Linked DNA regions of Sus scrofa: regions 1, 2, 3, 4 and 6 are each linked to region 5. The links are chromatin contacts, called in public Hi-C and HiChIP or PLAC-seq maps. All regions are on one chromosome and are shown on one strand. The core of a region is the stretch at or near the end of the contact, and the rest is flanking DNA. Distances in the headings are between cores, read along the strand shown. Region 1 overlaps LOC106505879 (a long non-coding RNA gene). Region 2 overlaps LOC106505879 (a long non-coding RNA gene). Region 3 overlaps LOC106505879 (a long non-coding RNA gene). Region 4 overlaps LOC106505879 (a long non-coding RNA gene). Region 5 holds the start of GADD45G (growth arrest and DNA damage inducible gamma). Region 6 overlaps LOC106505879 (a long non-coding RNA gene).

The links. A called contact is a pair of places that touch in the nucleus more often than the background predicts. HiChIP or PLAC-seq counts read pairs in DNA pulled down with a chosen protein or histone mark.
Region 1: a contact with region 5 is called in a Hi-C map of liver, with 3 times the contacts expected there. The contact joins the enhancer-like site here to the promoter of GADD45G in region 5. A contact is called at or near these places in 2 of 5 promoter capture datasets (fetal liver and liver) and 3 of 47 Hi-C or Micro-C datasets (embryonic fibroblasts, epiblast stem cells and liver).
Region 2: a contact with region 5 is called in an H3K27ac HiChIP or PLAC-seq map of skeletal muscle, with 5 times the contacts expected there. The contact joins the enhancer-like site here to the promoter of GADD45G in region 5. A contact is called at or near these places in 3 of 5 promoter capture datasets (fetal liver and liver), 11 of 47 Hi-C or Micro-C datasets (embryonic fibroblasts, heart right ventricle, liver and 3 more) and 1 of 2 datasets of contacts at active chromatin or transcription factors (skeletal muscle).
Region 3: an H3K27ac HiChIP or PLAC-seq map of skeletal muscle shows a contact between it and region 5. The contact joins the enhancer-like site here to the promoter of GADD45G in region 5. A contact is called at or near these places in 2 of 5 promoter capture datasets (fetal liver and skeletal muscle), 8 of 47 Hi-C or Micro-C datasets (embryonic fibroblasts, liver, omental adipose tissue and 2 more) and 2 of 2 datasets of contacts at active chromatin or transcription factors (alveolar macrophages and skeletal muscle).
Region 4: an H3K27ac HiChIP or PLAC-seq map of skeletal muscle shows a contact between it and region 5. The contact joins the enhancer-like site here to the promoter of GADD45G in region 5. A contact is called at or near these places in 3 of 5 promoter capture datasets (fetal skeletal muscle, liver and skeletal muscle), 12 of 47 Hi-C or Micro-C datasets (embryonic fibroblasts, fetal heart ventricle, heart right ventricle and 3 more) and 1 of 2 datasets of contacts at active chromatin or transcription factors (skeletal muscle).
Region 6: a contact with region 5 is called in an H3K27ac HiChIP or PLAC-seq map of skeletal muscle. The contact joins the enhancer-like site here to the promoter of GADD45G in region 5. A contact is called at or near these places in 3 of 5 promoter capture datasets (fetal skeletal muscle, liver and skeletal muscle), 8 of 47 Hi-C or Micro-C datasets (embryonic fibroblasts, fetal heart ventricle, fetal skeletal muscle and 4 more) and 1 of 2 datasets of contacts at active chromatin or transcription factors (skeletal muscle).

What each region holds. Positions count from the first base shown.
Region 1 is chr14:1,583,895-1,587,759 of Sscrofa11.1, reverse strand. All of the region lies in intron 5 of LOC106505879 (a long non-coding RNA gene), which reads right to left. Among named protein-coding and RNA genes, the nearest start is that of DIRAS2, 380 kb to the left of the region's middle. Within about 2 kb of position 2,094, at least 3 of the 83 cell types and tissues checked have an H3K27ac peak or open chromatin away from gene starts, as enhancers often do. A contact at or near this core is called in fetal liver and liver, where this site is marked.
Region 2 is chr14:1,490,388-1,494,158 of Sscrofa11.1, reverse strand. The region is part of intron 2 of LOC106505879 (a long non-coding RNA gene); the gene reads right to left. Among named protein-coding and RNA genes, the nearest start is that of GADD45G, 330 kb to the right of the region's middle. Within about 2 kb of position 1,853, at least 3 of the 83 cell types and tissues checked have an H3K27ac peak or open chromatin away from gene starts, as enhancers often do. A contact at or near this core is called in skeletal muscle, where this site is marked.
Region 3 is chr14:1,466,532-1,470,384 of Sscrofa11.1, reverse strand. The region is part of intron 2 of LOC106505879 (a long non-coding RNA gene); the gene reads right to left. Among named protein-coding and RNA genes, the nearest start is that of GADD45G, 300 kb to the right of the region's middle. Within about 2 kb of position 1,919, at least 8 of the 83 cell types and tissues checked have an H3K27ac peak or open chromatin away from gene starts, as enhancers often do. A contact at or near this core is called in skeletal muscle, where this site is marked.
Region 4 is chr14:1,447,777-1,451,440 of Sscrofa11.1, reverse strand. It overlaps LOC106505879 (a long non-coding RNA gene), which reads right to left. Exons shown (of 6, transcript XR_002338446.1): 2 at 2,815-2,968. Among named protein-coding and RNA genes, the nearest start is that of GADD45G, 280 kb to the right of the region's middle. Within about 2 kb of position 2,325, at least 4 of the 83 cell types and tissues checked have an H3K27ac peak or open chromatin away from gene starts, as enhancers often do. A contact at or near this core is called in fetal skeletal muscle and skeletal muscle, where this site is marked.
Region 5 is chr14:1,164,690-1,168,641 of Sscrofa11.1, reverse strand. It overlaps GADD45G (growth arrest and DNA damage inducible gamma), which reads right to left and starts at 2,642. Exons shown (of 4, transcript NM_001185129.1): 1 at 2,497-2,642; 2 at 2,134-2,235; 3 at 1,790-2,003; 4 at 1,104-1,710. The coding sequence starts at 2,549. The coding sequence ends at 1,600.
Region 6 is chr14:1,558,250-1,561,738 of Sscrofa11.1, reverse strand. All of the region lies in intron 4 of LOC106505879 (a long non-coding RNA gene), which reads right to left. Among named protein-coding and RNA genes, the nearest start is that of GADD45G, 390 kb to the right of the region's middle. Within about 2 kb of position 1,683, at least 28 of the 83 cell types and tissues checked have an H3K27ac peak or open chromatin away from gene starts, as enhancers often do. A contact at or near this core is called in embryonic fibroblasts, fetal skeletal muscle and skeletal muscle, where this site is marked.

The DNA of each region.
Region 1 (3,865 bases), core at 845-3,344, 420 kb before region 5:
ATGTGTTGACAATTGATTCATTGTAGCAATTTCAGTTGTTCATGAGCTTTAGAGACTGCCTGAGAGGCGGGGCCTTACAGATGACATGGGGCTCTGTGCTCATTTTACAAGATTAAATGGAGGCCTAGGGGATCATGTGACTCAGAAACCTGAGGGCTAAGAAGGATCCAGAATCCATTCACCACCTCTTAGTTCAGACCTTCTAGGCACGGAGTCTCTGACTGCATAGTCAGTGTTCAGTCAATACAAAATCGGTATTTTAGTTTGAAAAAGATGGAGTTCCCGTTGTGGCTCAGTGGTTAACAAATCCAACTAGGAAACATGAGGTTGAGGGTTTGGTCCCTGGCCTTGCTCAGTGGGTTAAGGATCTGATGTTGCCATGAGCTGTGGTGTGGGTCGCAGATGCGGCTCAGGTCCTGCATTGCTGTGGCTCTGGTGTAGGCCGGTGGCTACACCTCTGATTCGACCCCTAGCCTGGGAACCTCCATATGCCGAGGGAGTAGCTCTAGAAAGAAAAGGCAAAAAGACAAAAAAAAAAAAAAAAAAAAAAAAGAAAGAAAAAGAGCAGAAGAAAATGAAGACAAGGAAACCCTGGAAGACCTGAGTCAGAGAGACTCAGAAAGGAAGTGGTGGGTGTGGTAGGATGCCCGACGCTTACCTGTAAGCTTGGCTCTAATGCCAAGCCTTCCTGGAGCAGGCTGCACAACTGGGGAGGATTATTCACATTCAGCCATGCAGACTCTCCCAGCATCAACATCTCATCTGCAGAAGTCCAGGCAGAGAGCTGGACCCCTGGCTGCTGCGCCGGTTGGGGTTTTCATGCCATCTGCCTGGGGAGCTGCAGGGAGTATGCTGGCAGCCATATGGAAGACTACAGAGAGCTGGATGGACCAGCAACTTGGAACCCACTGCCAAATGGCCCACTTCCTGGCCTGACAACAACCTGTATCCCTCAGAGGAAAATAACATAAATGTAGGACCGATATAACATAAACATACCATAAACATAATAGGATACCTTGATTAGTTTCAAATTGGGTCTAACAGAGCAAAAACAGCCTCCCATCAGTCCTGGGGAAGGGCCTCCATGGTGGGACAGTTGCATAGCAGTGGGTGTTGAGCAACCCAGCAGGCCAGCATCACGGGAAAGGAGCTGGGCTGGCCAAAGCCAGAATACAACCTGCACGGCCTGCATCCCATTACTTGCTCCAGATGATTTCCTGTGGTCTGATACAGTCTCCCCTCTTTCTTACTCTGCAGCTTGCAATGGACTTACCTTGTAGTTTTGTGGGTGAACGAGATAGTAGATTTGGACTCTCTCATAGTGACCACTGAGCCACGATGGTCAGTCTCCAGGAAGCTCCCTTCTCAAGGAGAGACTCTGTCCTAATCAATCATGTGACTCAACCCTCTGTCTATTGAATTTTCTTGAAGCAGGACATCCATGGAACATACCACCCTGTCTGAATCGGCAATGACTTGCCCCAGGAGCCCTGAGGAGGGGTCCAGCAGAGGGAAGGCAAATGGGCCAAAGCCGCTTCTAGGAGCCAGATGCATTCTCACATATGGAAGGCCAAGTGAGGGCACAGCCAGTTGTATGAAGCAACATGACCTCAACAACCCCAAACAGACTTAAAACTAAACTACACAAACACTGCCCTGCATAGCAGCAAGGAGATTTCTATCTCCTGTGAAAACAGGCAAATAGCCAGACACCCTCTGAGCTTTCTGTTTGCAAGATCTCCGTCCCGTAGGAGGCTAATTGGCACCTGGGGGCAAATCTCAGCCCTCGTGAAACCCACCATCATACCAGGAATCCCACCTCTGGCTGAGAGAAGTGGTGACCCAAGGGGAGGCTGGATGCCCAGAAAGGAAAGAGAGTGCACTTGGACTTTTTCTCACCTCCGTGGAGTGCCACTGGGTTTACTCCCTACCGTGGTTTCCATTGTTATTAAAAGAAAATAAATGGTTAAACATGAAAACAAAAACAAAGCTTTCAACACCTCAGCTGTTGCTGTGTACAGACACACTGTATTAGCAACCTAGCACTACTTACCCTCTGCTTCTTTCATTCTGCGGGCATTTAACAAATATTTACTACATGCCGTGGAGACACAGATGAACAGATGTGGTGTCCTTTGCCCGAGGAGAGCAGGGTCGGATGAGAAGGTGGACATTGAGCAATTTCAACACAGCATCGATGTGTTGTAACAAACACACATGCGAGGACAATGGGAACACAGGGAGAGCAGGAAAACTGCATGAAGAGATGTGTGGGGATGTGGTCTTGGGGAGACAAGGGGCCCCTGGAGCAGTCATGCTAGAAGCACACAGGGTGGCTTGGGAAACCAGAGACTTGGAGTGTTTTTTATTTTGTTTTGTTTTTAGTCCTTTCAAGGCTGCATCCATGGCATATGGAAGTTCCCAGGGTAGGCATCAAATCAGAGCTGTAGCTGCTGGCCTACGCCACAGCCACAGCAACACCAGATCCAAGCTGCATCTTCGACCTATCCACAGCTCACAGCAATGCCAGATCCTTAACCCCCTGAGTGAGGCCAGGGATTGAACCTGCGTCCTCATGGATCCTAGTCCAGTTCGTTACCACTGAGCCACGACGAGAACTCCAGGCCTGGAGTGTTTTGAAACAAGAGCATGAGGGTGGCTGGGAGGTGAGAAGGTGCAAGAGGCAATCAGGTGTGAGCCCTGACAATGGCGGTTATGCGAGGGCTTTAGCAAGAGGTGCCAACACCATATGAGCCAGCATCCTCTGGTCTGGAGCTGGGAGGGGTGCAGGCAGCTACGTGGGAGGCAGCGTGCCCAGAAAAGAGGTTATTCTGAACAAGAAGGGAAAAGTTTGGACAGGGGCCTTCATTCGGCCTAGAACTGTCCTGATCAACACTGTACAAGAGATGCATCTATAACTGAATTTCCTAGAAACTTCATTTAAAACATAGGTGGAAGATATTATAAGAAAAAGAATATATGTGTGGGGGGGGTGGGTGTGTCTGGGTCACTTTTCTGTACAGCAGCAATTGGCAGAACATTGTAACTCAACTATAATAAAAAATTAAAAATAAAAAAGTGAAAAGAAGCATGTGGAATTAATTTTTATACTAAAAGTCATTTTCCCCAATATGGATCAAATATTATCATTTCCACATAATTAGTACTCCCAAAAAACCATCATTTATTTTTAACCAGTTATTTTTCATTATTTTCTCCATACCAAGTCTTAAAAACTCTGTGTATGTTTTACACACACAGCACATCTCTATTGGGACCAGCTGCATTTCAAGGACTTGATGACCACATGTGGCTGGTGGCAGCCGTGTGGGCCAGAGTGGTCCTAGAGTCTCCGATGTGCATCAGAGGTTCACTGTGGGCCCTAACTGCTCAGAAAGCTATACTTGCTGATTCTTCTTTCTCAAAAGATAGATCAAAATGAGTTTCCACTTGCCAAAAGGCATCCAAATATTCCAAGACTTCAACTGCAAGTCACAGGACTAGGGTGGTGGGAAAAGCTGTCTTAAAATAAACACACACTCCATAATTCTCTTTGATTTCCAAAGCTCGAGGGGGGAGAGGGTGCATAGGACAATTTGCATTTTAATAAAGACCGCCTCTTGCAAAACGATTCTCAACCTTCTTAATGAATGCCTCCCAATAACAATAATTAACTTCAGAAGGTGCTGTGCCAGCATTCACTAATGAATGCCCTCCCAGGCAGACCCTGTTTTGATTGACTTAAAGCAAGGCTTTTAAGTAACCCAACTGGCATGGGGCCATACAGGGAGTTGGGTTCATGGAACTTGTTTCCCAGAAGGAAAGCAACTTAAATAACTCATATCAGGCCACAAGGGAGATT
Region 2 (3,771 bases), core at 604-3,103, 330 kb before region 5:
CATCCAGACCACAGCGAGGAGGCTAGAGCAAGAGGCTGCATGAGTTCACAGACCCACGACCAAAAGGAGCAGCCAAGGATTTCCAGCTAAAATGGGAAAAATACACACCCCCAAGGGAGAGTCCCTGACTGAGTTTGCGCCCATTTCCCTTCCTTGCTCCAGATCTGGTGCATTCAGCTGGCTGCAAGAGTACAAGAAAATCTTAGGATACCTGATGGGGTGTTTGTTTTGCAAAGGAGGTGTCATGATTCAGGAGGTCTTACGGGTGTGGCCATATGGAAATGCTATTCATGTAAGTGGCAGACAATTGAAACCATGCAATGACAATGGTAGCCATTGTCTTGTTTAGTGGAACATTAGCCTCCCCAGCCTGTTCTAACTGCCCTCCTAACTTGTCCTCTGTGCCCCTCCCCCCAACTCAAGTCTATGCCCAAGCAGTCACACCATGGGCTCCTCCTAAGAGCATCTGGTTTTTTACCTCACTACTTAGAAATATCTGCTACATCCACATTGCCAAAAAGGCAGATCATGCCCCCTGATCTGCAGGACATTCTGCAAAAAAAAAGTTCATTGCTAAGCTTGGGAGAGGCCGGTGGCCACTGGCCACTCCAAACCCTCCTCCTTGACTTCCACCAGCTTTACCGCTCTCTCCACTCTCAAACCGCCGGCCAGCATCCTCTGATCTCTGCACTGCCCACCAGCCTGCTATCTTTCCTTCCTTTCCTGTCCATCCTCCCCCATGGCACCACTTGCTTTTGGATGCCTACATCCAATGGCTTGGCTTTTATTGTCATTCCCTCCAAGAAGTGTGGGGATTTCCTTCGTGACCAGCCTGTATCCTGTTTCATGTTATCTCTGGCTCTTCAGTTGTTTCCGGTTCTGCTTCCTGCTTTCTCTGGGGCCAAATACCTTTCTTTATTTTTCCTTTATTTAGAAATGTCTGGCTTCTGAACCCTTGGGTTTGCTAGAAAGCTGACTTCCAGACGATCAGCGGGGGGGTGGGGGGGAATGATAATAATATCTTGAATGTATCTGGTTTCTCTCTCTTAGAAGCTCGCGTGCATTCCATACATGTGATCTCATTAGCCTCCCAGCATCTCTGCAAACTAGGGAAGTGACAGGTGTTTACAGGGAGGGCACCGGCCTTAAGTAAGCTCTGCTCAATCATAGGGTGAGTCACAAGGACTTAAATAGAAACTGCTTTAGTTGCAATTCACTTCTTTTTCTCCTTAGTTGATTGGCAAAGTGTTATAGCTTTATATATTTTAACCAACAAATGGATGTTTATCCCACCCAGGTAAGCATATTCCAAAATCTCTGGTGGCTCACCCACTGGGACCAGATAAAGTCAGCATTCTTTTGCCTGGTAGAGTTGGTTCCCCATGTAGGAGCTCTTTGGTCCATGCCAGGCCTACCCACTTTTGTCAGCCCTTCACCCTCCCCCCTTGAATTGCATGGAATTTTCAGGGCTTGTTGATGCTTCTAGATGTACCACCCTCAGCTTGGGAGTGTGGCAAACCTCAGCCCAAATGCTACGTATGACTTTTCTCTTCCAGATTCATTCTCCTTGGTGCCTTCTATCTCTGTATATGTTCCCCAGAAAATCACAATCATTTTATTTGATTATAATTCTTTCTGTCTATGGTTTTAGTTATTCAGCTGAGAGCAGAGAACATGCCTTTTCATCTATATTTCCAGCTGGAGTGGTGTTCCACTAGAGCTGTGCCCCAAAGTACTTATGCACTCAAAGCCGCCATGATTTCTGAATCAGAAATTTGGAAAGAGAGGGGTCAGAGTCAGGTGTCAACCAAAAGCTCACTGGGCTGGCCATTCTTGAAGGCTCATTCACATGGCTGGCAGATGATGGTGGCTGTTGGTGACAGCTGAGCAGAGCTGTCAACTAAAGTCTGTACTCATGGCCTCTTTGGCATGGTGATTTGAGACCATCAAACTTCCCTCATGGACCCTGGCTTCCTGTAGAGCCAGGGTCCCTGAAGAACCAGGCAGAAGGCATGGCTTTGCTGGTCTCACTGTGGAAGTCACACAGCGTCACTTCCACCACATACTATTGATTACAAGTGAGTCATGAAGCCAGTTCAGATAAAGGTGAGAATTAGACTCAACCTGGGAATAGGGGAGTGTTAAGCTCACCTTGCAGAAGAGCACATAGGAGCTATTGTTTCAGAATTCTTTAGAAAATACAACCTATAACAAGTGGCATGTGCTCCATAGATGATACTGAATGACCATAAATGAAGCAGATCTCCACCTTTATGACTCAGAATGAACTTATAACTGTGGTGACAACACTTCCAAAAGGTGCTCAGGCAGCAATCCCAAGGCTTGCTCCTTGAACTTTCATCCATAGCCCCCAGAATCTTGTTAAAAACGGAGATTTCAGTGTCCCCATCCAATTGAAATCTCTGAGGGTAGGATCAAATGTGTATATTTTAAGCAAGCCCTCAACCCTGGAAAATTCTAGAGAACAGTACAGAAAAGATGGAGAAAAGAATCTGTAAGGGGTTCTAAAAGATAGCCCACATAAAACATCCCTCCAGAACTCAGTGATTGGAAACAACAACCATGTCTTATCTCACTGTTCCTGTGGATCAGGATTCAGGGCATGGCTTTGTGAGCTGTCTCTGACCCAGGATCTCATACAGGCTGTAGTTGGGGTGTTGGTTGGGCTGCAGTCAGCTCAAAGTTGGCTTTGGGAAAGAGCAGCTTCTGAGGTTGCCCACATGGCTGCTGGCAGGTCCAGAGAACAAGTTGTGAAGACCAAGAGAGACCCAGATAAAAGTCACCATCTTTTTACAACCTAATCTCAGAAGTGAAATCCCAACCCTTTTGCCTTATCCTATTTGTCAGAACCAAGCTGCAGGCCCCGCCCACATTCGAGGAGTGGGAACCACACAGGAGTGTGTGTACCAGAAGGTGAGGGTTCCTGGGCCATCCTAGAGGCTGTCTGTCACAAGTTGCAGAGGTGGGGATTGAGTGCAGACCATCAAGAAGTCAGTTGTAGGAAACTAGAGGGATGAACAAAGCATGGCTTCACTAAGTGCACATTGATCAGTTCTAACAAAGCGCTGAGGACTGAAGCAACTGCCCCAACAGCCTCAACTTATAGGGAAGCCTTGAGTGTGTTTTTTAGAAGTGAGGGCTTGAATAGGCTGAGAAGAGAGAGAAGAAAAGAGAGGAGTTTCATTCGTTTTAGTAGGACTGTTTCTCAGATCATAGGTGGGCAGGTTATTAAAATGAAAATATCGCATCAACTTGTTAGAAATACGACCCAACAGCTCTTTGGTCAGGAGGAGGCCATCATACACTAAAATTGGTGGTCAGGTACCCCATCCACCAGATTCTAAAATAGATCCCATGAGGAACTTGCTGCTACAGGATAGTATAGTAAAGCGAAGCCAATCTCAAACTTAACCCAACCAACCACCTAACCTAGTGCTATGAACAACAGTGGCTTGAGAGAGAGAGATGAGAGAGAGAGAGAGAGCAGAGCAGAGAGAAGAGGCTGGTTCCACCCTGCCTGGTTTTGATTTGTGGAGCTCAGTGCGACTCTCAACTTTTTCTCAATATTTTTCTCAGTTTCACGGAAATAGTGTTATAATCCCCAGTTAGAGGGAAGCAGTTCAGCATCCCATTGATCCCATTGATTCAAGCTCTCTGCAGAAGAAGATGCAGGAAAGCAGAGGGAAGAGCAAAGGGAAAGAAAAATGCACACCAAAAAGGCCAAAATAATCTAGTCTGGAAGAAAAGACA
Region 3 (3,853 bases), core at 670-3,169, 300 kb before region 5:
AGGACAACTTGGCCTTTGCAGCCCAACTCTGCATTTGGAAACCAGTAAGTACAGTGGTTATTTAAGGTCGCTGTCTTGAGAAGACAGGGCTGGTATGCCAGAGGCACCCTTTGTTGTAGAGAATGAGGATGAAGAGACATGTGCTTGATTTCTTCCTCCCTCTGAGAGGCCAAACTAGAGGTCCAAGTACGCTTGTCTTCTTGTTCTCAGACCTCATCCCTGCCATCCAGAGGGACGGCTTGGTGGAAGTGGGCCAGGTTCTTTCACTCTCTCTCTCATCTGTTCACCAAGGATGTTTCACGAATGACTGTCCAGCTTCTGGAAGTTTACATAGGAGACTCCAGGCCATCTCTGCCCCAGTGATACTTCCACCCCCCGCCCCCAGAGTTAGTCTGCTCAGGCTGCCATAACAAAATACCACAAACCTCGAGGCATAAACAACAGAAGTTATTTCTCATAGTAGTGGAGGCTGGAAGGTCAAGGTCAAGGTGTCCCCAGGGTCAGTTTCTGGTGAGAGCTCTCTTTCTGGCTCGCAGATGGCCGTCTTCTAGCTGTTCGCTCACATGGCAGAGAGAGAGCTTTGCTGGCTCTTCTTCTTCTCTAAGTTACCAGTCTTAGCAACTCAGGACCCCACTCTTATTACCTCATGTAACATTAATTACTTCCTAAAAAATCTTGTCTTCAGGAGTTCCCCTTGTGGCTCAGTGGTAACAAACGCGACTCATGTCCACGAGGATGCGGGTTCCATCACTGGCCTCACTCAGTGGGCTAAGGATCTGGTGTTGCAGTGAGCTGTGGTGTAGGTCGCAGACATGGTTTGAATCCCATGTTGCTGTGGCTGTGGTGTAGGTTGGCAGCTGCAGCTCTGCTTTCACCCTTAGCCTGGGAACTTCTATGTGCTACAGGCACCACCCTCAAAAGCAAAACAAAAAAAAAAAAAAATCTTGTCTTCAGATACAGTCACACTGGGAGTTCAGCTTCAACATTTGAATTGGAGGAGGCACATTCAGTCCACAGCAGTGGTCCCGTGATCTGCTCTGTTTCACACTGTTGCCCATACCCCCTTGCTCTGCTCCCCCAACGTGGGCTTCTCAGACCATACACTCTCCCCAGGTCTCTTTCCTTTCTCTCTGGTCCTTCTGAAGTTTCCATCCTGGACACTGGTCATCCTCCCTGCCTGCTGTCTCCTTGTGTCACTCTCCACCCGACCCCAGATGAGCTAATCCTTGCACACGGCTTTATGGATGACGGGTTCCCGGTTCCTAGAGGGAGTGATGAGCTTGGAAGCCAGACAAACGTCAGCTTGAACCCGGACCTGCCACCACCTAACTCTGCAGTCTGGGGCATGTCACACCCCTACATCCAGTGCCTGTACCAGTAAGATGGGTAGAGCTTACCCTCCTATCATCCAGCCCAGACTCCGTCCCTGCCATCCCACCTGCCATGTCCCCAAATCCTGGGGCTGCTTCTTTCTATTTTATTTCCTAGATATTTGGTTTTGCCATCATTCCCTTGCTTTTTTTTCTAATGTTTTACTACAAACATACATATTTTTAAAAGTATACATTGTTTTACTTTTGCACACTTTTGTACTTGGAAAGAGATGGTGTTACAATAGTTTGCTTTCTTCTGTGATACTGCAGCACTGGGGTGGATGGATGGGGTGTCCACACTGGAACAGGACCAGAGGGAAGGATGTGTGCTAAGGGGTGAGGTAAAGGCAGGGCCCAGGTCCGCGTGGTGTTTGGATGCAGTCCATGCAGGGTGGTGCTGGACTTAACACAGGCATGGTCTTTCTGAGCCCCACATCCTATGAGAGAGGCATTAACCCTCACTCATTTATTCACACCACAGTATGTGGTGGCACCTGCCACGGGCCAAGTGCCACTCTATGATCAGGGCACAGAGCTGTCAATGAGGTGTGCAGGACTCAAACTGGGGGCTCTTCCAGCTGGAGGGTCCTGCTGTGAACCTACCGGCTGCACTTCAGAATCGTTGCCAAAGGCTAGTGTGTCACTGTAGATAGATCACATGACAGCAGCCTAACAGGAGATTCTCATTTAAAAACTCTGAAATATGGACCTCCGTGTCTTTAGTGGAGAAGCGTGCAGCCTTCCTACCTCTGTGCATGCTACCCTGAGGAAAACAGCAAACCCCTGTGCTGGCAAAATCAGCCCTTTGGATGGGACCCAGGGTGAGGCTCCCAATAGGAACTAGTGCTGGCACCACCATGGCAGAGTAGACCTGGCAGGGGTCACTGTGAGCCATGCACTTAGCTTGGGCCACCTGGGGCAGGAGGCAGAGGGAATCCAACTTGGAATTCATGCTATCGTCCTACTGCCAGCTCCTACCAAATAAAAGAAAAAAAAAATTAAAGAAGGAATTTGCACATTGCGTGAGAACCTTGCCTGCACTGATAATTCTGGCTTTCTTCCCCCTTATTTAGAAAAAGAAGAGAATTCTTTCCCAAAAAAGTCCATGAATTTTCCAAACAGCCTTAGGACAAGAACCTGTTCCGTGAGCTCTTTCCTTTATGCAATGCCTGGAAGAATTCAACAGTGGAAGGAGCAGCCACACCCAGCCACTTGGTCTTGTGGAAAGAAAATTCAGAAGGAATGAGGTCACCTCCTGATTTGGCCTGGCCTGGGTGGAGCCACCAAGAACAATCATCGAGGTGGACGGCCCCCTTGTGAGCCGCTCCCTCCTTGTGTAGATCTTGCAGATGTTATGGAGAAGCTGCCTAGAGCGCAGTATAAACACGGATACAGCCCATGAGCAGTACGCGCTCAGATCAAAAAGTAAATGGTGGAGTTCCCGTCGTGGCGCAGTGGTTAACGAATCCGACTAGGAACCATGAGGTTGCGGGTTCGATCCCTGCCCTTGCTCAGTGGGTTAATGATCCGGCGTTGCCGTGAGCTGTGGTGTAGGTTGCAGACGCGGCTCGGATCCCGCGTTGCTGTGGCTCTGGCGTAGGCCGTGGCTACAGCTCCGATTCAACCCCTAGCCTGGGAACCTCCATATGCCTGGGAGCGGCCCAAAGAAATAGAAAAAAGACAAAAAAAAAAAAAAAAAAAGTAAATGGTAAGAGAGGCTTCCTAAACATGGCAGGAAACCCAGGAGCCATGGAGGGAAAAAATTCACAACTTTTTTTTTTTTAATTTAAAGACTTAATAATTGAAAGAATTGAATATTTTCATAATTCTTTATACCAAAAACCACAATAAATAAAATATTTTTAAAAAGCTGGACTGAAAACTCCTTTTGCACACTGAAGAGAAAGAAAAGAATTGGTAGTGTAGTAACTCACTCCTACAATTAATAAGGGGGTCAAGAACCATCTGCAAATTCACAAAAGCCGTGCAAATGACCCATTAAAGACACTAACCATCGCATACAAGGGGTATTAAATTTGCAGTATCTGGGAAAGTTCAAATTGAAACAATAGTGAGGTATCTTTTTTAGTTAACCCAATTGGCAATTTTTTTTTCAATTGTAACAACCTATATTGATGAGAGTGTGGAAAAATATGTCTTCATATACCATGAGTGAGAAGATCAATTGCAGTAACTTTCCAGGGTGTAAATGGGCAAAATTTGCTAAAATCCCTTGACCAGCATTCCTAGTTCTAGAAGAGTTTTTAAGAAATAAAAGCGGCTATTTCTGGAGTTCCTGCTGTGGCTCAGCAGTAATGAACCCAACTAGTTAGTATCCATGAGGATACAGGTTCAATTCCTGGTCTCAGTAGGTTAAGAATCTAGCATTGCCGTGAGCTATGGTGTAGGCTGAAGACGCGGTTTGGATCCTGTGTTGCTGTGGCTGTGGTGTAAGCCAGTGGCTACAGCTCCAATTGGAC
Region 4 (3,664 bases), core at 1,076-3,575, 280 kb before region 5:
CTGTTAGGACTTTGACACAGCAGCTGGGGGGACATGACTCAGCCCATAACAGGGGGTGTCTTCCGGCAGCACACCCTGCTGTCCTGACCTCTCCTGCAAAGTGATGAGGTGACAAGGATTGGGGCAGGATCCTCTAAAATCAGCTCAGGAGTAGAGATATTCTGCAAAAGGCATTGAGAAAAAAATGAACTTGGCAGAACTTGACCCTGGGCAAGGGTCATCCTACAGACAGGCTGGCCACCTGGTTTGATAGATGAATGTGTGCCAGGGTGCGGCCACCCCACTGCCTGAGTGCCATGTCTGTGGATGCTTCTGCAGAGCTGAGTAGCTGCAACCACACAAGCCCCCAAAGCCTAAAATGTTTCTGGAAGGGACTGTTCTGCTCAAAGCTGTGTCTCCAGCACCCACAACTCTGCATGGCACACAGCATGTAGCACCTGCAACCATGGCACATGGACCAAGCTATATTTGTTGGATGAATGGGTGAGCCTCCCTCATGGAACAGAAGGTCTGGTGACGTCAAGCCCTGGAGACTCCTTGAATGATCCAATAAAATTCATCAAGCTAACATTCAGCCCTTTCGCCCAGCAAGACCACAGTAAGGATGGCTTTAGCCATCATCTCCCTTTTCCCAACTGCCCCAGTGCCCCCAGGGGTTTTGGTCCACAGGATGTGTTTTTGAAACTCTGTCCCACTAAGTATAGAGAACCCACTATCCCCATGATCATCTGTATGCTGACCACTGCCTTTCTGGCCTCTGAAACACAGTGACATTGGCTGAACTTTCCATGTTCTAAGACACCATTTGAAACTCAAATGAGTGTGAAAGGTATTGGCCAAATCATCGGCCTGACCTAGCACTTGCAATAAGGATCCTGACCAACCTTCTTCCCACTAAGGAGAAGACACCCTGCTCTCTCCCCAAACCCAGTTTCACGGTGTCTTTAGGGCTTGGTTCCACCCCAAAGGAAAACCAGGGCCTGGGAGACACAGTGCTCCTCCCTCCCTGACCTATAGCATCGTTAGGTTTGAGCCGTCCTGACCCTTCTTGACCCTGGGTGGGATCAGCTTTCCTAAGGATGCTCTTCCATTTCTAGGGAGCCTGGGACACCCCGCCGCAATACCAACATTCCCCCCACCCAAAGTCCACTCACTGGCACAGCTGCACTCCTGAAAATCAATTTCCAGGAACTGCCTCGGGCATCCCATAATTCCCCAAAGTGCAACTGCAAAATAAACTCTGATATGCCCTGGTTCCAGGAGCCTGGGGGCATGTCCTTGCGACACAGGAGGAAGAGGAGAGGGCTGGCCAGGGAAGCAGCTCCCCCGGCTGGTGTCGACATTCAGCCTCCTGGAAGTGGGCTGTGGATGTCGTCCAGGCAGGACACCTGAGTCCTGAGGGCCTCCCGTTACTTCTCCAGAAGGTCCCATAGAAGTGAGGCTGTGAACGAGCCTTCCAACATCAGAGACCTGAGTGGCATCACTGGTTCTTATCCTTCCCAGATGAGGAAGAGCAGGAAAGCCTCACTGTCCACATTTGTAAAATGCACTTAGTAAAACTGACTTCATATACCTCCCAAGAAAATCAGCAGCAACAAAACATGGAAGTGCTTAGCACAGGTGCCCAGCACATGGGAGATAAGTCAATACCAAACATATATGAAACCTGGGGAACAGGATGACAGGGGCAAACAGGCAAAAAAAAAAAAAAATACTGAAGAATAAAGGGAAAAGAAAGAAGTATATTTTCTAAATGGTTTAGGATTTTTTTTTCTTTTTTGCTTTTTTTAGGGTCGTACCCACAGCATATGGAAGTTCCCAGGCTAGGGCTTGAATCAGAGCTGTAGCCTCAGACCTATGCCACAGCCACAGCAACATCAGGTCTGAGCCATGTCTGCAACCCACACCACCACAGCACATGGCAGCGCCAGATCCTTAACCCGCTGAGTGAGGCCGGGGACCAAACTCTCGTCTTCATGGATGCTAGTCAGATTCATTTCTGCTGAGCCACAACGGGAACTCCAGGAATACTCTTTTCAAAAGTTCTAGCAGGGCGAAGTAAAAGCAAATAGTTGGTTTTGTCCCCAAGGCTGACACCCACACATAAATATGCAGAGACTATGTAGTTGGATGATTGTTTCCATAGTAACAGGATGCAGGCAACATTCTGGTACTCTGCCATAAAGTTTGTCCACCACACCGATTCAAAAGATCAACCTGAGAAATATTTTCGGTCTCAGCTGCTTAGATTGACTCTCTCCTAGTTTAGAGGACCACATGGTAAGCCTATTTTAAGACACGGTTTGGCCTGATAATGAGTGGGACCAAATGTTCCCACCAAGAGTACCAGGAGTGTGCTGGGCCACCTCACATGCATTCCTCAGATAGCTTCGTTTCTACCCTGCTCCTTCACAGGTAAAATACCTCATCTTCCGAGACCAAGCCATGACCACATAGTTAAGTTTAGCATGAATGTGTGAATGCAAAGTGCTTCTATTATTAAGCTGTCACAAGAGAGAAATATTTCTCCGGTGACATCTAGGAGCTCCCGGCATCCAGGGACTCCTTTCTCCAAATCCTTTCCAAATAGGGAGCTGGGAGCACTCTAAAACTGAACAAAGGGGACCCCAAAGAATCTGTGGATTTGAAACCATTCAACACATACTCGAAATATCTTTTGCCTTTGGTATTCAGAAAGCACTGTGAACTCTGAAGTATGAAGATCTCATGACCACAGAAAGTGAAAGCATGCCAACTGCACTGAAATCCCTCAGGCTCCCAGGCTGAGCATGCTTTTGGAAACTGCAATCATACCTTCTATCCACTCATGTCTTCTCAGGGCACTTGATCATTTTCAGCTTTTAAAAGAACCATGATGCCATCTCAGAAATGCTCACTCACTGGGGAACACAGGGTATGTTTCTTTTCTAGGATGACATATTTAAACGTTTCAAGAGTCACGAATGGCCTGAAAATTCAGAGAAAGTGAAACAGTCTGATACCTAGCATTTATTGAGGGCTAACTATGTTCTGGGCATTGGTTTGGGATTATTTTACTTGATCTCACCATTGTTCCATGATAAAGGATGGCTATCAATTTCATTTTTCATTCATTCCTTCAAAATTAACAACTATTGGAATTCCTGTTGTGGCTCGGAGGTAAGGAACCCACCTAGTATCCATGAGGATGCAAGTTAGATCTCTGGTCTTGCTCAGGGGCTTAAGGATCCGGTGTTGCCATGAGCTGTGGGGTGGGTTGCAGGTGTGGCTTGGATCCCGAGTTGCTGAGGCTGTGGCGTAGACCGGCAGCTGTAGTTCCGATTCAACCCCAGCCTGAAAACTTCCATATGCTGTGGATGCAGCCCCAAAAAATACAAAGCAAAAACAAAAACTATTAGTTAAGCATCTACTGTGCCCCAGACATCATGCTTAGCTGCTAGGCTGACGGCAGGGAACGGGACCATGTCCCTTCGCAGGCAGAGTTGATAATCAAATGGTGGAGACAGATCACAGCAAAAATCGCCCAGCTGTACTCACATCAGGTAGCGCTAAGTTCCTCAAAGAAAGATGAAGGGAGGTTAAGGGTTCAGATGAAGGGAGCAGGGTCAGGAGCAACTTCTAAGAGGAGCTGACATCTGAGCATCAATGTGCGTGGAGGGCAGAG
Region 5 (3,952 bases), core at 1,393-3,892:
GTCCTGTTAATTCTCCCACAATTTGGGGAGAATTTAAAAAGTGGAACCCACCAAGTAGAATCAGCTGCCAGGGACTGCTGAAAAAAAAAAAAAATCAGTGGAGTTTTCTTCTTAGGAAAAGAGTACACCATCCCTTCCCCTTTGCCTCGAAGGCTCAGTGGACCACTGGGCAGCTTGCTAACAGCATCTAGCAGCCGCGTGTGTATTTCCCCCACTGAAAGCAGTATAGACAGGCATGAGAGTGAAATCAAGATACTATTGGCTTGGTAAAAAAAGACTGATTCACTCTGCACATTTCCCTCTAGAGCCTTCTTAAGGGAAATCTTTGTCAAAAAGATTAAAATTATTTTTCTTCTCTAAGTCTTTAAAGGCTGCTGTGAAGAGCAGTAGTCCTCAATAAGTCTGATGTGGGCAAAGAACCCTGAAAATAGTACAAAGCAGATGCTGGCCCCACTCAGAATTGCTCACACCCATTTGTGCAGATGCCGCTTTACCATTCTTTGCTAAGATCTTTTTAAGTTCTATCACAGCCATGACAAAATGATGACTCACACGCAAATGCAGTCATCATGTCATATGCGATATTAATACCTTGGTGACATTGCTCTAAGCGCCATCCCTTTGAGATAAAAAGGTTCCTCAGAGCAGTCTGCCGCCATCCTCAGGGACCACAAAGGGCAGCCCCTGCAGAAGGCAATGCTCATTGCACAGGAAGGAGCTGCCTGCATCCTGCAAGCTGTTCGATAAGCAGCTGTTGGAAGGGAGGGGGCAGAGGGGAGAGAAGGAGGAGGGGAGGGAAAGGAAAGGCCTCCGTTATCAGGTTGGATGGCCAGCTGCTGCACTGATGGCTTATCCCAAGTATGCTCCTATCTTGCGAGTGTAAAAATCTTCCTAAAGGGAGAGGAGGGCACGGCTCAAGTTCTGCTAACACCCAGCCAACGCCCCCTCCCCCACTTCGAGCACCCCGGGAGCCTGTAATTCAGCCCTAACAGGAAGATGGAACAGGTGCCAGCGAGTTCCGGGAATTTCAGAAATCGTCAGCAATCCCGCTAACCACCTTCCCCTCAGACAAAGATCCCCTGCCCTCAATAAAGAGAGTTAAGTTTTTTTCAGTAAGTTTATTGTAAGACTCAACGCTGCAGCAGCATAATCCTTTAGAAAACGAAGCATCGCCCGGATCCGTTTTGAAACAGCAGTGCCTACTGCTAAGTCCGTCAGAGCTTCTGTTACTGTACAAGTCCAGGCCTCCTGGCCTTGCCTTTCCCCTCCTTTCTGCCGGGAGCACAGGCTGCTGAGTCACGCCTGCCCGGCCAGTCTGTCCTTCCCGGCCGCGCGGCCAACGTCCCGCCTCCGGCCTTCCTGGGCGAGCAACCGCTCCCCACACTTGTAGAGTCCTGGGCTGGGGCCAGCCTGCCCCTGTCGCCGCCGGGCCCCTCCTCGGGAGGGAGCCGCACCTCCTCGCCGCTCTCCACGCGCCGGCGCCTGCCAGTCTCCACGCCGCACTCGGGCGCCCTCCTAGGGCGCATCCACAGAGCCAGCCCCGCGCTAGGCGCCCCGGGGCGTTACCACGTCGATCAGACCAAGACCCCCGCCGGGCTGTCACTCGGGGAGGGTGATATTGGGCACCCAGTCGTTGACGCTGCGACTCTCCTCGCAGAACAGGCTGAGCTTCTCCAAGGCGGGGTCCTTCCACGCGTCCTCATTGGGGTTCTGCGAAGAGAGTCCAGAGGTCAACCGGGCTGGCCGCTGGCAAGGGCAGGGATGACATCGGGATGGAGGCGACACTCACCGAAATGAGGATGCAATGCAGGTCTCCCGGCGTGCCCGCCTCGTCACCGGTGCCCACGATCGCCGCCAGCCGCTGTACATCGCCCACACGCACGATGTCGATGTCGTTCTCACAGCAGAACGCCTGGATCAAAGTGAAGTGAATTTGCAGCGCAATGTCGCCCTCGTCTTCCTCGTCAGCAGCCAGCACGCAAAAGGTCACGTTGTCGGGGTCCCTGCGCGAGCGAGAAGGAGGTGAAGAGGTCAGATCGGTGTGCCCCGGGTGCCCCGTGCCGCCTTCTCCCCGGTCTCCCTTGCCGCTCTGCCCGCCCCCGGCCGCCTCGCCCGGACCGCGTCTATACTCACACATTCAGGACTTTGGCGGACTCGTAGACGCCGGCGGTGAGGCAGCCCTGTCGCTGCGCCGACAGCAACAGCTCGTGCAGTGCTTTCCCGGCGCCCTGCATCCTGTGGAGGAGCCACCGCCATGAGCGTGGACAGGCCGGAGGGTGAGCCAGGACCCCCGAGCCCTGGGAGGCACCCCCGGCGCCCGACTCCGGCGCTCCAGCCCAGTGCCGCACCCCCAGCCCAGCGGAAACACTTGGGCCTGACTTCTACCCAGCGGACCCCCACCCCGGAAGGTTTCGAAGACTGCGCCCAACCAGCCGCGGCCAGGGCAGGACCAGGATCCCGGAGCCCTGAGACGTTCGGCGCTCAGCGCGGACTTACCTGGCCGTGCTTTCTGGAACCGTATCCTGGCCGCGAACTTCTTCCAGAGTCATGTTGCGATCCGCAAGCAGCAAGTTATCCACAAAAGCAGAGGGCGGAGCGGACGCGAGCGAAGAGAGATCAGCCCGCAGCTCTGCTCGGCGTGCCCACCGCCAGCGAGTGAGCCCGGGTCCCGCCGCGCGCCTTTATATAGGCTGGGTCTTCGGCGCCGCCAGCTGGCGCAAGCCTGCGCGCCCATTGGCCGGCGCCCGCTTTCTGATGCAAATGAGGCGGCGGCCGGCGGCTCGTGCCAGAAGGCCACGTGGGGAGGGGTGCGGGGGATGACAATGCCTCAAATCTGCTGCTTTTGTCGGGGTGTTACCAGGCAGCCTGGAGCCTGCAGATTTCATCTAGCCTTTTTGTTTTTAAGTCTTTAAAAGGGAAAAGTTTAAAAAAAAAAAAAAAGCCAAACCCTTGCTAGCTAATAGTACGCTGCAATTTGTGAAATGCACCGTTGGAGAATCTAATGAATTTATTTTTGCATTTATTTTTGTTGTTACCTTTCTATTTTTTCTTTACTCTTAATTTGGAGTTTATGAGACAGTAGCTTTTAAAGCGGAACTTAAAAACACACAGTCCTGGCTTTAAGCTTGCAAAAGGCCCGGGCGCAGCTCCCTCCACCTGACACTAGGGCCCGGAATGCGAGGTTCTCCCTGCAGAATCAAGGCTCCGACCCCGTCGCGCTGGAAAGTCCCACCCGAGCTCCCCGCCCTCTGCAGAGCGCTGCGGGGCGCCGGGGCTCCCGAGCAGATTGCGGCCGGCGCACGCGGCTCGTTTGCATTTCTATGGAGGACGCACAATAGCGGAGGTCTGGCGTGTGGCGGTTTGTGGGAGGGACAATCGAAGCTTTCTCTTCATAGCGACACTGTCCACCTGCCGCTGGGTGGGGTGGGTAGGGCCCTGCCGCTCGTGGGGGTCGCCGGGCTGCCTGGCGCGTGGGGGTCGGGGCCGCGTGCCGCTCCTGCCCTCCTCGGTGCGCGGCTCCCCACCCCCACCCCCGCACAGGCCCTGCTGCACCAGCGGCACGTTTGCATGTAATTCCGCCCCACCGGGTCCTTGCACACGTGCGGAACAGCGGTGGCAGTTGGAAGGAACACCTGGCTGCTGCACCATTTACACAGCCGGCTGCGCTCAGCCCGGACCCCTTGGCTCCAGGCCCCTAGAGCTTGGGGAACGCGGCTCGGAATATCTTTCCCGGAGCGCCATCTACAGGCCGGCAGGAAAGATCCTGACCACCTCCCTCCCCTACACTTGCATTGACCACTAGTGACTTGGCCTGCAGCCTCCTGGTCAAGGAGCTGCCCTGGTAGGGTCGGCTGAGCTCCCTCCAAGCTGCGTATTAACAGAAGTCAGAAGAAAGGCTGCAAAACCCACGCCGGAAGGAGTTGGGGACAAACGAAAAGACCCTTCGCTCACT
Region 6 (3,489 bases), core at 434-2,933, 390 kb before region 5:
GATCCCCACCTAAGGTGGTGAAACCTGTAAACACTCACAGAGTACAAAAGGAGCTGAAAACATCAGGGGGTCATCAAAAGGATCCTGACCTCCAGACCACTGTACATGGTACAACTCAGTTTTTATTGCATTTGGCTGTAATCGTGTCCACAGTTAGTGCCTCCTCATTTCGGTCTACGCATTGAACAAACACATTATCACAGATCTTTACGAGCTTTTCAAAGAAACCTGTTGTTGATTTTCTTCAGCACTCAGCAGCTTGCTATGAATATCCTAACTGAATATGCTGCCAAGAAGTGAACACAAGACACACCTAAAATAGAGGCTCTGGCAAAGGTCTGGTGAGACGGGAGAGCTCACCACTCAGAGGCGACTAACACCAAGGCGACAGGCAGTCCTGCCGCTTGATGTGACCCAGCCACATTTCTACTTTCCCGCATAGAGAACCTCAAGCAGCGTATCATTTAACAAAAAATCCTTTAATTCTGATTTGGGCAAGGAAAGAGACACGAACCACGAGAGCTGCAAACCCGCGCATAGGACACACTCGGGCGTGTTTATGTAACACTGGGATCCTCTGAGTCACAGGAGACGTGAAAAACAGCCGTGCTGTGCATGGCAGTGAGAAGAACCTGAGCAGCCTACACCAGGCTGCCGTGCAGAGTTGCTGAGGCAGCAGCAGCCCTTGCAAAATAAGAAGGGACACAGCTGGTACATCAAGAGGTACCCTGAGGTCACCAGCGGCATCTCCCAGGGCTGCTCATGAGATGTGGGGGAAAGTGCTCCCAGAAACCACATGGAAACGAAACCTACGTCTCCTTGTTAACCAGCATTATTGAACAATTTTGGCCACAGGTTCCCTCCTAGAGGGAAAGTTCACAGGAACCCCCTCATTGTGACTTTTTTTAGTCTCCTCTGTTAAAAGCCTTCATACACTTGGCCTCACCAAGGGACCTTGACAATGGCCTCACCTCTGCTGACTGTGAAATACCCAGCTGAGCCGCTCTCTCTTTTTCTGACCCTGGCTGTCACCACAGCTCAGCCGGGAGGTTCATCATGATCCCTAAGTCTCTTCCCTCAGAGGAGTTAACACCCCCGAATACGTAGAATCATTATTTTTATGTGGAGAGATCACAGATCGATTATGCATACTCTTTACTTAGTTACTTTCCTGTGCTTTCTTGGTTTTCCATGATTTTTGTGGCATTTTTACCTCTGAAAAAAGAAACCATATATTTTGCCATCCCTCAATGGCATAAATAGCCCCCTTGTCAAAAAGCCTCAAGAACCAGCCCCGTGAGCCTGGGTCACAAGCAACCTTCAAGACTTTGCGGGAGCATCTGCGTTTTGAGTAGGTAGAAATGTTACAAAATGCTGCATTTTTGCTCTTAAAACATCTCCCTTGACTTAAATAGCATGATGGATAGCACCCAAATGAGGTTTTTCTTCCCCAGAAGTTTCTCCCAGAATAGAAACTGCCCACAGTATTTTTCTTGGGAATAGATTTGTATGGGAGTGTTCGCTGTTGACATTTTTAAGCTGATGCACCCTGTTATGCAAAGTTGAGCAGAAAAGGCAAGGTTCCAGTTGCCACTTTCGTTTTGTGACCTGAACGTTGCCAACTAGGGTAAACACACATTCACTAGTCAAATGCATTCGACACTTAGATTCTTAGCGTGTACATTCCTGAAATGCCAGCAGCTCACATGCTGGCCTGGTTGGTTTGGCGTTCTGGTTTCAAAGCTGAGGCAAGTGGCCCAAATCCTTTTCTTATCCTTCTTTGCGGCCCTGGAGGCCCAGCAAAAGGAAAATCCTGACAGTGTTCTTTAGGTGAGGATAAGGTTTCAGATGCTCCAATTTCTCTAGAGGGCCACTGCTCCATGGAGGAAAAATAGCCAACCAAAAATTCAGCAGCTGCCCCCCCTGAAAATCCAGGTTCTGGGGTTTGGGTCTTAAAACACAGCACCTGTTGCAAATAAGCAGGTGCAATCAGACTGCAGCTGTGGGATACTGTCATGTAGCCGGCTTGTATCAACATACACAGGGGTCCTTGTCAGTCTGACACATGAGGATAGGGCAGTAAAAGAATTTTGATACAGCTCCTGCCACCCCAGCAGAGAGGAACCAGGCAGAATTTATCAGGCTCCCTGCAAGCCATGAGAGGAAAACATTTATTTGTCTCAGTCAACCAGATTCTCAGTTGTCTTGTTGCTGGGTTTCTATGGCAACGATGTTCATTGTAAGTGCAGAACAGTTACCAATTCAATCTCTGGACTGCATCCCCATTGGAGGCTGCAAGTCTATCCTTCCCACTTTCCTTTGGCATCAGTGACTAGAAGGAAAGGAATGCATCCTGGAATGAAATAGCTAAGCATTTAGGCACTTGGCATTTTCCATCTCTCCCAGCAAGGAGCATACAAATCAAAGGGTTCTGAATGGGGGTGGGGGGGCAAGGAAGTTGGTATTGGACCCAAACCAATGGTAATAACCCAGATGTTCAGCTTGTCTTGGGATCCAGAGTAATTATTTTTATCCTTTCCACCATTGTCAGAACTTTGGTTAGATAATTCCGAATGAAAAAGTTCTACTAAAGAATTTCTTCTGTAACAGAGTCTTGGAGCCACTTCCGAGTGTGTTGCAAGAAAACCCAGGGCTGTTTTGCAAAGATGGATCATCTCTGTGAAGGATAAAAGCCTGTATTTTAAGTATCTCCTCTGCTGCTTGAATGCAGACATAGAAAACCCTACAGCGTGGCCCCAGGGTCAGAAAGAACCACTAGGCAAGACCCTGCAAAAAATGATCCCAACCACAGCCCACCAGGTTCACAAGTAATGAAAAACACGTAGTGATACCCTGATACCTGGATGTCAGGGTTTCACTCTGCTGCCTGGGACCCTCCAGAGAGGTGCCCATTCCTTTGGCTTCTAGATTATCAGAAATATGCAACCCAGAGCAAATGACAGGGCAGCCTTGTCATTCTTACACAGGCCTATCCTTATTATTGTTACTATGATTTCATTAATAGTAACACTAAAAAGGCTCTGAATTTTTTCCTTTTTACAGCCGAACCTGCAGCATCTGGAATCGACCAGGTTAGGGGTAAAATCACAGCTGCGGTTGCAGCCTACACCACAGCCATGGCAACACCAGATCCAAGCCACATTTGCAACCTAGGCTGCAGCTCGCAGCAACTCCAGATCCTTAACCTACTGAGCGAGGCCAGCAATTGAAACTAACCTCATGGAGACTATGTCAGATCCTTAACCCACTGAGCCACAACAGGAACTCTAAGTCTCTGACTTTTAATTAAATTATTCCTTCTTCCCTGTGCACACTCAGCTCCATACAGGAAAATGAGGTATTTTATTACCTTTTTAAGTCTCTATTTTAATTTACATTGGTTAAGCCAAATTGAAGCCAAACTCAACCCATCAGAACATCCGGGGGAAGGGGATGGTTCCCTTCCAGTAACTCAGTGGTGGAAAAACG